Regions from separate parts of the Mus musculus genome. Here regions 1 and 2 are each linked to region 3. A link is a contact called in public HiChIP or PLAC-seq and promoter capture Hi-C data. All regions are on one chromosome and are shown on one strand. The core of a region is the stretch at or near the end of the contact, and the rest is flanking DNA. Distances in the headings are between cores, read along the strand shown. Region 1 holds the start of Nhsl2 (NHS-like 2). Region 2 overlaps Nhsl2 (NHS-like 2). Region 3 holds the start of Rtl5 (retrotransposon Gag like 5).

Region 1 (2,983 bases), core at 394-2,893, 220 kb after region 3:
TCCATCTGGCAGTCATCTGTGTCTTCCACCTTCCTTTGCTCAAAGGATTCAGTTTATTTTTCTCTAGCAGTGACCTCTGCCATCTACCTCAAAGGACAGAGACCTTTATGAAGGAAGAGGGGCGCCAGAACCTCTGACTCCTGTCATTTTGTTAGGGGTGGAGTCTGCAAGGAAGAAAGGCTGACCCAGACAATTCTCTCCCAAGGCCTCCCTCAAAAGTCAGCAAGTAGCCATCTTCCACCTCCTTCTGAAACTTTCTGGCACACTGCTCCCCCGACACCCCTTCCTAGCCTTCCCTAGGTGGCAATTGGCCCTGTTACCTGCCATTCCTCCTCTACTCTCAGCATTTTTAAACATACTCAGCCCCGACCCCGTTTAAGAGAAGTCCCACATTCTAAGGGAACGCTGCGTTTTTTGCAGAAGAGGTCCTCCCTATCCAAAGTGTTGAGATCCAAAGTAGTAAAGAGCCTGAGCTCCCGCCCGCCTCCAGTCTCACAGGTTCCTAGTGTTCAGTAAGGAAACTCCCGGGACCTGGCGTTTCTCGGGCATGGCTGGCGAGCACATTTTTAAGAAAACCGATGACAGTCTCTTTAAATGGTTCTCTCCCGCAAATCTGGGCAGCCGGACCTTAGCGGCTGGGGCGGGGGTTTGGGGTATGGAATCCGCTAAGCCCTGGGCAGTCTCCCCTCCCCCTGCCGGCCACTCCCAGCGAGGCAACGCGGAGTGTGCGGGGAGAAGCGAGCGGGAAGGGAGCTCGGAGACGGCTGGGCGCGGGAAGCCCGTTCGCAGTCCGGCACGAGGTCCCACGGGTCTGGCTGCAGCGGCCCCCGCCGCCCGGGAGGCAGGCGGGCAGCTCGGGCGCGATTTCCAAAGTGGCCCATCAGGAGAGACGCAGGCACGGCCATTCGGTTCCCGGAGCCACCGGGACTCTTTGGTCTGCGCCGCCCAGGACCCTACGGATCCCCTCCCTCTCCACCAAGCACTCCAGAGGTGGCGGCAGCCCCCAGACCTAAGCAGAGGGCCACTCGGGACCGGGCGAGCGGATCCCGGAAGGATCGGACGGCGGGAGGGCGTCCTGGAGGCCGTGTCCCTCGATCTTTGAGGGGCGGCCACGGGCAGACCCAGCGGGACATCCCCAGAGGCGGGTGGGAGAGGGTCGCGGGCGCCTCGCGCCTTTTACCTAGCAATTCTTCATCATCCTCCGGGCCAAGCAGGCGACAGGGAAGGCGGCGGCGGAGCCGGACGGTGCGCCGGTACAGGCTGTCGGTGCGGCGCCCCAGAGCCAGCAGGTGCCCCTCGAGGTCCTCCAGCAGAGCCAGCGAGTGGCCGCAGAGGTCTGCGAGCTGGCGGAGCAGACTGAGCGCGGCCAGGTGGCTCACGTCGCGGAGCTCAGCCAGCGGCTGCGGAGGGTTGCGCGGGCACAGACGCTGGGGCACCACAGTGCGCCGGTAGAACGGCATCCCGGGCGCGGGCGCGGGGACCGACCCGGTCCGCTAGCCTTGTGGCACTCGGGAATCCTGAGAGGCAGCGGCGGTCCTGGTGGAGCAGGGCCCGGGACGCGGGCGCGGGCGAGCGAGAGGCACGGGCGGCTGTGCGGGCAGGCGGCTTCACAGCCTGCAGCGCCGGCTCCCCGCGGGCTGCACACTCGCAGGAGCCACCAGTCCCTCTGACTCTGCTCCACTGGGCTCCTCCTCCCTGGCTTTCTCCTCCTCCCTCGCTCAGCTCACTCAGCTACTTCGGGATTCCTCCTCACCCCACCCCCACCATCCCCTTTCTTCTTCTTCTTTCTTTCTTTCTTTCTTTCTTTCTTTCTTTCTTTCTTTTGCGGTCAAAAATTCGCAGATTAACGCTTGATCCGGGAGAGAAGAAAAGGAAAAAAAAAAAAAAAGGAAAGAAGAGTAGAAAGAAGCTGAGAGTTAACCGAGGGAAGTCTGTGTGAATGTGTGTTTGTGATGGTCGGTGCGCAAAATGTGCCCGGGTCCTCCTGAGGAGCTTCAGGCCCAGTACCTTAACCCGGGTTAAGGTTGTTTTCTGCTTTGTTTTTTAAACTTAACTTTCTTTGTAAATACTGAACAATGCAGACACACCGGCGTACATACGAGCGAGTCACAGCAGAGACACGAAGTCTGGCTTCATGCATCTAGTTTTCCTTCTAAAATATACTCCTTGCCACGCACCAGTCTCCATTGAGCAAGCTAGCGGCCAGAACCTTAGAATCAGAGGAGAGAGAACCAAGTATCTTATTTGACTGTCCAGGAGGGAAGTGACCCTAGCACTGTGGAACTGTAAAGGCAAGAGCGAATAAATACAAACCCATTTTGTGGAGTAACTTATTTCGTTGGGATTGAGGGATCCAGTTTGCATTTTGTGCCAAAAGGGAACACCGATCTGTTTCCTTTGGGGGGCACAATGAGCTCCTGTAGTATCCCAGAAGAGGGGTTTCAGGAGCTGAGATGTGCTTTCAGTGCAGACAGCCCCGATTTCTCTCAACTGTAGAAGGTAAAATGTGCTCAGACAAGTAGAGTACCTTTAGTGTATTCTATGTCTGCATGCACTTGGGACATTTCCACCCAAAGCTGCTCACACTGAACTTTCAATGGTTTCTCCACTGCTCTGCTTTCATTTGGGCTGTGCTCCTTTTCATCCTACATATGCTCTGTTGAGTATAAGCCCACAGAATCTATTAGCAAAATATTTTTAAACAAAACACTTGTGCCCACACTAACACAATGTGGACTGTTTCCATTCTTTGCTTCAGAAAAGTTAATTGTTCCTTAGACAGTTCAAGAAAGCTCTATGCAGGCTGGAGAGATGGTACAATCATTAACAGCAACGCTGGCTGCTCTTCCAGAGGACTTGGGTTCAATTTCCAGCACCCACCTGGCAGCTCACAGCTCTCGGTAACTCCAGTTCCAGGGGATCCAACACCCTCTTCTCAGCTCTGAGGGCACCAGACCTACATGCAGGCAAATGCTTATACACT
Region 2 (3,280 bases), core at 205-2,704, 160 kb after region 3:
AGAGGGGAGGAAGAGAGAGACAGAGACAGAGAGAATGAGGTACCTTGACTGTCTCAACAATAGCCATCTTAGAAAAACACTGGGGCTCACAAAGATACTACCAATCCAACTGAATTGTCTCAAGAGGCAAACCTTACTCTTCATCAAAAGGAAGCACTTGAAGGAGCAAGTGCATCAAGACAAGAAGTGATCTTTTTATTGTAACGCAGGTGGTGAACATAGCTTTCCCCCTTTGGCTGGGCTCTGACCTCACAGCTTTTCTTGATTGGCTAATTTTAAAAGAATCAGTATAAAAGAAATGAATGAAGGAAACTGAGGGTCACTGCTTTAGGACACGTTGAAATGCATTGGTGGCTTTCTGTTAACAAGGATTTTACAAGGTTGGGCAGGCGTGGTGGTGGTGGTGGTTAAAACTGGCCTAAAAGTCTAACAAAGTAAGAGATGAAAATGTTGTAAATGCAAGTTTTACAATGTTTTACCAAAAAAGACCAATATTTTTTAAAATATTTATTTATTTATCTATTTATCTATTTATATATTTATCTATTTATCTATTTATCTATTTATCTATTTATTTATTTATTTATTTATTTATTTATTTATTTATTTATTTATTTATTTATTTATTTATTGTGTAGGGCTGTTTTGTGTGATATGTGTCTGTGTACCATGTGTGTGTTTGGTGCCCTTGAAGGCCAGAGGAGGGCATCAGATCCACCAGAACTACAGTTCTACATGATTGTGATCCACCATGTGGATGCTGAGAGTCAAACCCAGGTCTACTGGAAGTGCAACAGTGCTCTTAATCACTGAGCTGTCGCTCCAGCCTCAGAAAAGACTAACAGTGTTACTTACAGACATAAGTTTTTATGGCTTCTGAAGTTGTATTAATCAGAGGATGTAGTTTCCAACCAAGTTCAAAAATTAAGGAAAGTTTTAAAAATTAAGTAAAACTATATGAGTTGGTTTCCTGTCTTCTTAAAGAATTTGCTTTTCGTAAGTGAAATTGTAAGGCAGCTTTACAATGCACACTGCTCAGGCTTAAGGACAAAGGAGGAGTGCTACCTTGGCTCACCTAAAAGGATGCACATGTCCTGGCCCCAAACAAGCATGGCTTACTTGTTGAGTTTTAGTGCTCTTGTGTAAGCCATAGAGAATTCTGTCTCTGTAGGTAATCTTTATTTTGCCACTTGTGTTGAAGTCATTGATGCTCTTCATTTCTTTTCCATGTCTCTTTAATTTTCCCTGGCTTTCTATCCTGCCTTGATAAGACAATCCAGAAACAGAAAAAAACTATAGAGACAGTAGAAATACCAGGGCTTGTCTGGTCCTATTGGGGAGAGAAAGACGAGTGGATGAGACACAGAGGATGTTTAGGGGAGTGGAGGCATTCTGTGTGAGACAAGAGACGACACAGACTGCTGCACATTAACACCAGGAGGGGCCCTAATGTAAACTCTCCGCTTCAGTGATAACCAGGGCTCATCAGCCATCACAAACATTCTTCTGTGATGTGGGGTATCTGCATTGGGAACCTTAAAGCCACCCTCTAAAGTAGTGTCATTTATAACACTGTGAGTCCCTAGAAATCCTCCTAAAAGTGTACAAAGAATGGAGGAAAACCACACTCATTGAAGAGAATCCACTAAATTGGAACCTTGAGCCTAGGATAGTTCAAAGAATGCTTACTCCCTTCCTCCTCCTTCCCGGCACAGCACGAAGGGACAGAAAACCCATCCCCGACTGTTCCTGATAACACAGGAATCCTCTCCATCAGCTCCCAGTGGGAGGGCTATCTTCGTAGGAGGAGTCAGCAAGGAGCATTTCTCACCCCATTCTCAGTGACCTCTTGCTCAGGCTTAGTTCCAGGTAAAGGAGCCTGAAAGAGGCGGGGATCCCTTCTGCCATGCAGCTCCCTCTCGTGGGATAGAGCACCCACCACTGACCGTACAAAAGTCCTCTGGCTTGGTCTCTGGGGCGCAGGTACTAGATGAGGAAAAGCAAGCCAAGGAGATCCAAAACAGTGCTGTTCCCTTTTGGGTGAGTGCTTAGCTCTAAATTGAGAGGAAAGAGGGGCTTTGACCTTAAAACAAAGCCGTGTCTCAGAGAGTTTGCCCAGGGAGAGCAACAGGCTATAGAACAGAGAGTCTTGAATGACTCACAAAAAGAATTGACTTCATTTCTACCACCATGGAGGAATCGGCGCCTAACGAGGGGAGGTGAGATGAAAGGCAATGGATAGGGGGATGGTGGATGTCTTGGAGATGGAGCAAAACTATTTAGTTTTCTGGACAAAAATAGGAGACAGGGTCAGAACAAACCACAAACGCTTATCTAGGGAATTGGTGCAGCAAACAAAACAAACACAAAACGACAGCAACAAAAAACAAAGCCCACAGTTTGATTAGACAGGTTAGGGAGCAATTTATGCCATGGGTAAGAGCTCAGTCAGAATCCAGGGCACGTGAGGGCACCCTTGGGATCACCTCCTGCTGGTCTTTGGTTGAGGGAGTGACCATTATGGAAATTATGTGGTCAGAACTAAATGAGGAAGTATCATGAGGAAACACTGGGATGAAGTGTGGAGACCAGTACTAAGAGTTACTGGAACACACAAGTTTTCTACACATTTCCAGTTCCCAATAAAAAAGCATGAATTATGAAAAAACGAGAAAGGATACACCACATACTAGAGGGAAGCCGCTCAGAGCCAGGCATGAGAGTGCACGCCTACAATGCCAGCACAGGGGAGCAGGAGGCAGGACATCAGAAGTTCAAGTCATCCTTGGCTACCTAGGAAGTTTCTGGGTAGCCTGCACTGCAGAAGACTCAATCTAAATAAAGAAATAAGCCTACAACCAACCAAATAAACATAACCCCCAAACCTACAAACACAATGAGAATTCAATTCAAATCCCAATGGTCCTTTTTTGCATAAATGTAAGAACTAATTTTAAAATTACACGGATTTCTAAGGCACCCTTTGGGATTTCTAAGTCAAATTAGGCTTGGAAAAGAACAGCAAAGTTGGAGAACACATACATCTGATTTTTGGTCATATTGAGGCAGGGGAACAAGACAGAGAGTAAGGTCCCTAAGATCTTGCTCAATGACTGCAACATTAGCTTAGGCAATAAACTGATTGGCAAAATAGAAGGTTCAAACACACTCCCACTCCTCCACTTAAGGTCCTCTTCATTTCCCGTTCCACTGTCTGCCTCCTGTTGTAGTTCCGGCTGGCCTTGAACTGACAATCCTCAGACCTCAACTTCCAAATTAC
Region 3 (2,915 bases), core at 45-2,544:
AAAGTGAGAGGTCAGAATGGACATTCCAGGCTCTGTGTGCTCTGAATCTGGTGCTGAGGCTGCTCTCAGGGCTGATTCTCTGCAGCAATGTCTGCGCTCTCTGCTCCGATTCCCTCTTCAGAAGCCCTTCCAGGTGCTCTTAAGTCTCAGGGCAGATACCCAAAGAGCACTCTTCCCTTTGAACTGTGGCCCCTGGGCATGTTGGAAAAGTTTTTCTTTGTCTGGAGGTGGAGGTCTGCCTCTCTCTGAGTTTCTGCTTCCTGGTCCTAATTCTACCTTTGCTAAACTAGCACATTCACTCCCCTCCCCCTCTTGCATGGTAGCTCTTCCTTGTTGGACACAGGGCTCATGATTATCTCTTAGCATCTTGCTTCTCTAAGGTCACTACTGCCCTTTTCGGGGAGCTGGGGGTTTCCACTGTATCCCCCTTGGGAGGCCCATCAGATGTTTTCTGTTCTGCACTGGGATTAATATATGCTGGCACGGAGATATAAGAACTGACAAGATATTTTGTACATTTCGTATCCATTGGGCACCTCCTGGGGGAATTCAGCCCTGTGTCCAGTGTCTCTGAAAAACTCAAGTAGTAAGAGAAACTCAAAGGTACAAGAGATGGCTTTTTTTTTTTTTTTGTGGTGCTGGACATAGAAGCTTGGGCCTTGCACATGCTACCACTAAGCTACATCCTCAGCTTGGAGAGATATATGGAGGAGCTCATTGTGGTTGGGAGGTTATTACAAGAGCAGAGTGTGTGAAGTCCAGGTAAGGAGAAACCCCTTTGTTTTCTGGTGCCAGCATCCCAAGGCATGGGCTATATAACAGGAGGGCTGGAAGGAATGTGGGTCCCCATTGAGGGAGTCTCCCATTTCCTTCTCCGTGAATTGCTTGACCACTACCCTGTCTCAGCCTGTATCCTTTCTCCCTTTATGGACTACTGAACCAAAAAGGGAGGGAGGAAGGGAGCAACAGCACTGGAAACAGAATGTTAGCATCATCAGTCTGGAAGGTGAAAAGAGAGATGGTTTGGAACTGTTTTCTTTTCTTTTGCTGCTCCCCATTTCTTCTTTGCCTCCCTCCTGCTGCGCAGCTGCCTCTAAGGCAGCCCCCCACCCTCGCAGTACCTTGCAACAGGCTCTGGAGATTGAGCTGCGCCTCGCGAAGCAGTTCCTCTACACTCGGGGGCCTGCCCGAGGAGAGGAACACGTTCACTGGCTGTCGCCATGACGACCTCGAGTGGGCAGTCGCTGTCGCATTTTCCCGACCCGAGTTAGCTGCAGCTAGGGAAGGAGAGAGTGAGTGAGAGCGCAGCCGCGGGAGCCAGTGGGCTCCCTCGGTTCCCGAAGGCCCGCCCCTGCGGGGGGCGCGCGTAGCTGAGCTTAAAAGGCGAGAGGGATCGCTGTCTGCAAGATTTTTCCTCGACAGATCCTGCCGCAGTCCCTTCCCTCCTACTCTGCCTGCCTCTGTTGGCGTCACCTCTGCCAGCGTCTCGTCTGTCTCCTGCGCCTGCCGCCTCCAGGTCCCGAGCTGCTGCCTGCTCTCTCTCCGACCCCTGCCACGAGGTAACGCGTCCCGGACCGAGCCCCTGTGGGTGTGGCCCGGGCTCGCTTGCGCCGGGTCGCCCTGTCGCCGCACGTTGGTCTCCTCCCACGCCCACCTCCTCATTTCTGCCTCCTCCTGCACTCCCCATAACTCCCTACCCCCAAGTGCCCAGCACTCAAAGCCCCAGGAACTTGTCACAATGTCTGAAGCGGCGGGAAATCTCAATAGCCTCCGCTTGGCGAATGTGGCCCTGCGAGAGGAGTTAAATGCCCTTCGAGGAGAGAATGTCCAGCTGGGCCTGCAGCTCGGAAGAGCCTTGGCCGAGGTTAATTCCTTGCGGGGCAATGTCTCGAGCTACATCCGCTGGCCCATGCCCATAGTACCGGTCCTTGCCGAGGAGAACTTTGAGTTCCTGCTCAATGAGACTGATCCCACTCCTGAGGAGGAGGAAGAGGAGGAGGAGGAGGTGCCTTTCCTGTGCTGGCCTCCTCCACGCACAGATCCCGAGTACGTCTCAGATGATCTTTTGATTAATGTGGTCCAGGACTATACCAACCCCGACGGGTCCAGTGACCCTCCTCTGTCACCCAGCCCGTCCCAGCCGGAACTGCACTCCCCCATGTTAAAGGAGCCAACCTTTGAGTTCCTTTTGCCACCGCTGGAGCGGCCAGACATAGAACCCTTTTCAGGCGACCCAGTGTACCTGGCTGAATTTCTGATGCAGCTAGAGACTTTCATAGCAGATCACGAGGATCACTTCCCTGGGGGCGCGGAACGGGTGGCATTTCTCATCTCCTTTTTCACAGGGGAAGCGAGAGACTGGGCTATCTCAGTCACTCAGGAAGGAAGCTCCTTGCATGCCAACTTCCCGCGCTTCCTGGATGAAATCCGTAAGGAATTCTGTGGCCCCATCCCCTCACGCGTGGCTAAAAAGGCCATACGCAAGCTCAAGCAGGGAAACTGTACCCTGGGCAGCTATGCAGATGCTTTTCAGTTCTTGGCCCAGTTCTTGTCTTGGGATGACTGTCGCCTCCAAAACCAATTTCTCAAAGGCTTGTCAGAAATTTTTCGAAAGGAACTCTTATGGTCAACTGAAGTGGCCGACCTGGATGAGCTGATTCTTGAGTGTGTCAAGATAGAAAGGAAAGTGCGTGTCCCCAAGACAGCCTCGCTCACTGGAGTTCAAAATAGCTGCTGCCCCTTTGCACTAATTCCTAATGAGGATGAAAATGAAGGTGTGGAGTTCTACAGTGAAAATGAGGGTGAGGGTGAAGAGGCAGGCGGGTACAGGCTTTATCTGAAGGATCAGAGGCAGCACATGACAGCTTTCCCACAAGAGATGAGGGAGGAAGAGGAGGAGATGAGGAAAGAGGAAG

Evidence for each region. Promoter capture Hi-C pulls out the DNA fragments that hold promoters and counts their contacts. HiChIP or PLAC-seq counts read pairs in DNA pulled down with a chosen protein or histone mark.
Region 1: a contact with region 3 is called in a promoter capture Hi-C map of embryonic stem cells. The contact joins the promoter of Nhsl2 here to the promoter of Rtl5 in region 3. A contact is called at or near these places in 13 of 39 promoter capture datasets (the 3T3-L1 cell line, cranial neural crest, embryonic stem cells and 3 more), 10 of 484 Hi-C or Micro-C datasets (cerebellum, embryonic stem cells, nephron progenitors and 2 more), 2 of 115 datasets of contacts at active chromatin or transcription factors (cardiomyocytes and embryonic stem cells) and 3 of 9 other capture datasets (adipose tissue, embryonic stem cells and macrophages).
Region 2: a contact with region 3 is called in an H3K27ac HiChIP or PLAC-seq map of extraembryonic endoderm stem cells, with 4 times the contacts expected there. The contact joins the enhancer-like site here to the promoter of Rtl5 in region 3. A contact is called at or near these places in 8 of 39 promoter capture datasets (the 3T3-L1 cell line, 3T3-L1-derived adipocytes, the SN4741 cell line and 4 more), 2 of 115 datasets of contacts at active chromatin or transcription factors (extraembryonic endoderm stem cells and kidney) and 2 of 9 other capture datasets (adipose tissue and liver).

The regions. Positions count from the first base shown.
Region 1 is chrX:101,848,045-101,851,027 of GRCm38.p6, reverse strand. Nhsl2 (NHS-like 2) reads right to left here and starts at 1,643. Exons shown (of 8, transcript NM_001163610.1): 1 at 1,181-1,643. The coding sequence starts at 1,460.
Region 2 is chrX:101,906,740-101,910,019 of GRCm38.p6, reverse strand. All of the region lies in intron 1 of Nhsl2 (NHS-like 2), which reads right to left. Among named protein-coding and RNA genes, the nearest start is that of Gm25828, 4.4 kb to the left of the region's middle. Within about 2 kb of position 1,454, at least 8 of the 459 cell types and tissues checked have an H3K27ac peak or open chromatin away from gene starts, as enhancers often do. A contact at or near this core is called in extraembryonic endoderm stem cells, where this site is marked.
Region 3 is chrX:102,069,686-102,072,600 of GRCm38.p6, reverse strand. Rtl5 (retrotransposon Gag like 5) reads left to right here and starts at 1,294. Exons shown (of 2, transcript NM_001278534.1): 1 at 1,294-2,915. The coding sequence starts at 1,739. Nhsl2 (NHS-like 2) reads right to left here. Exons shown (of 8, transcript NM_001163610.1): 2 at 1,122-1,277.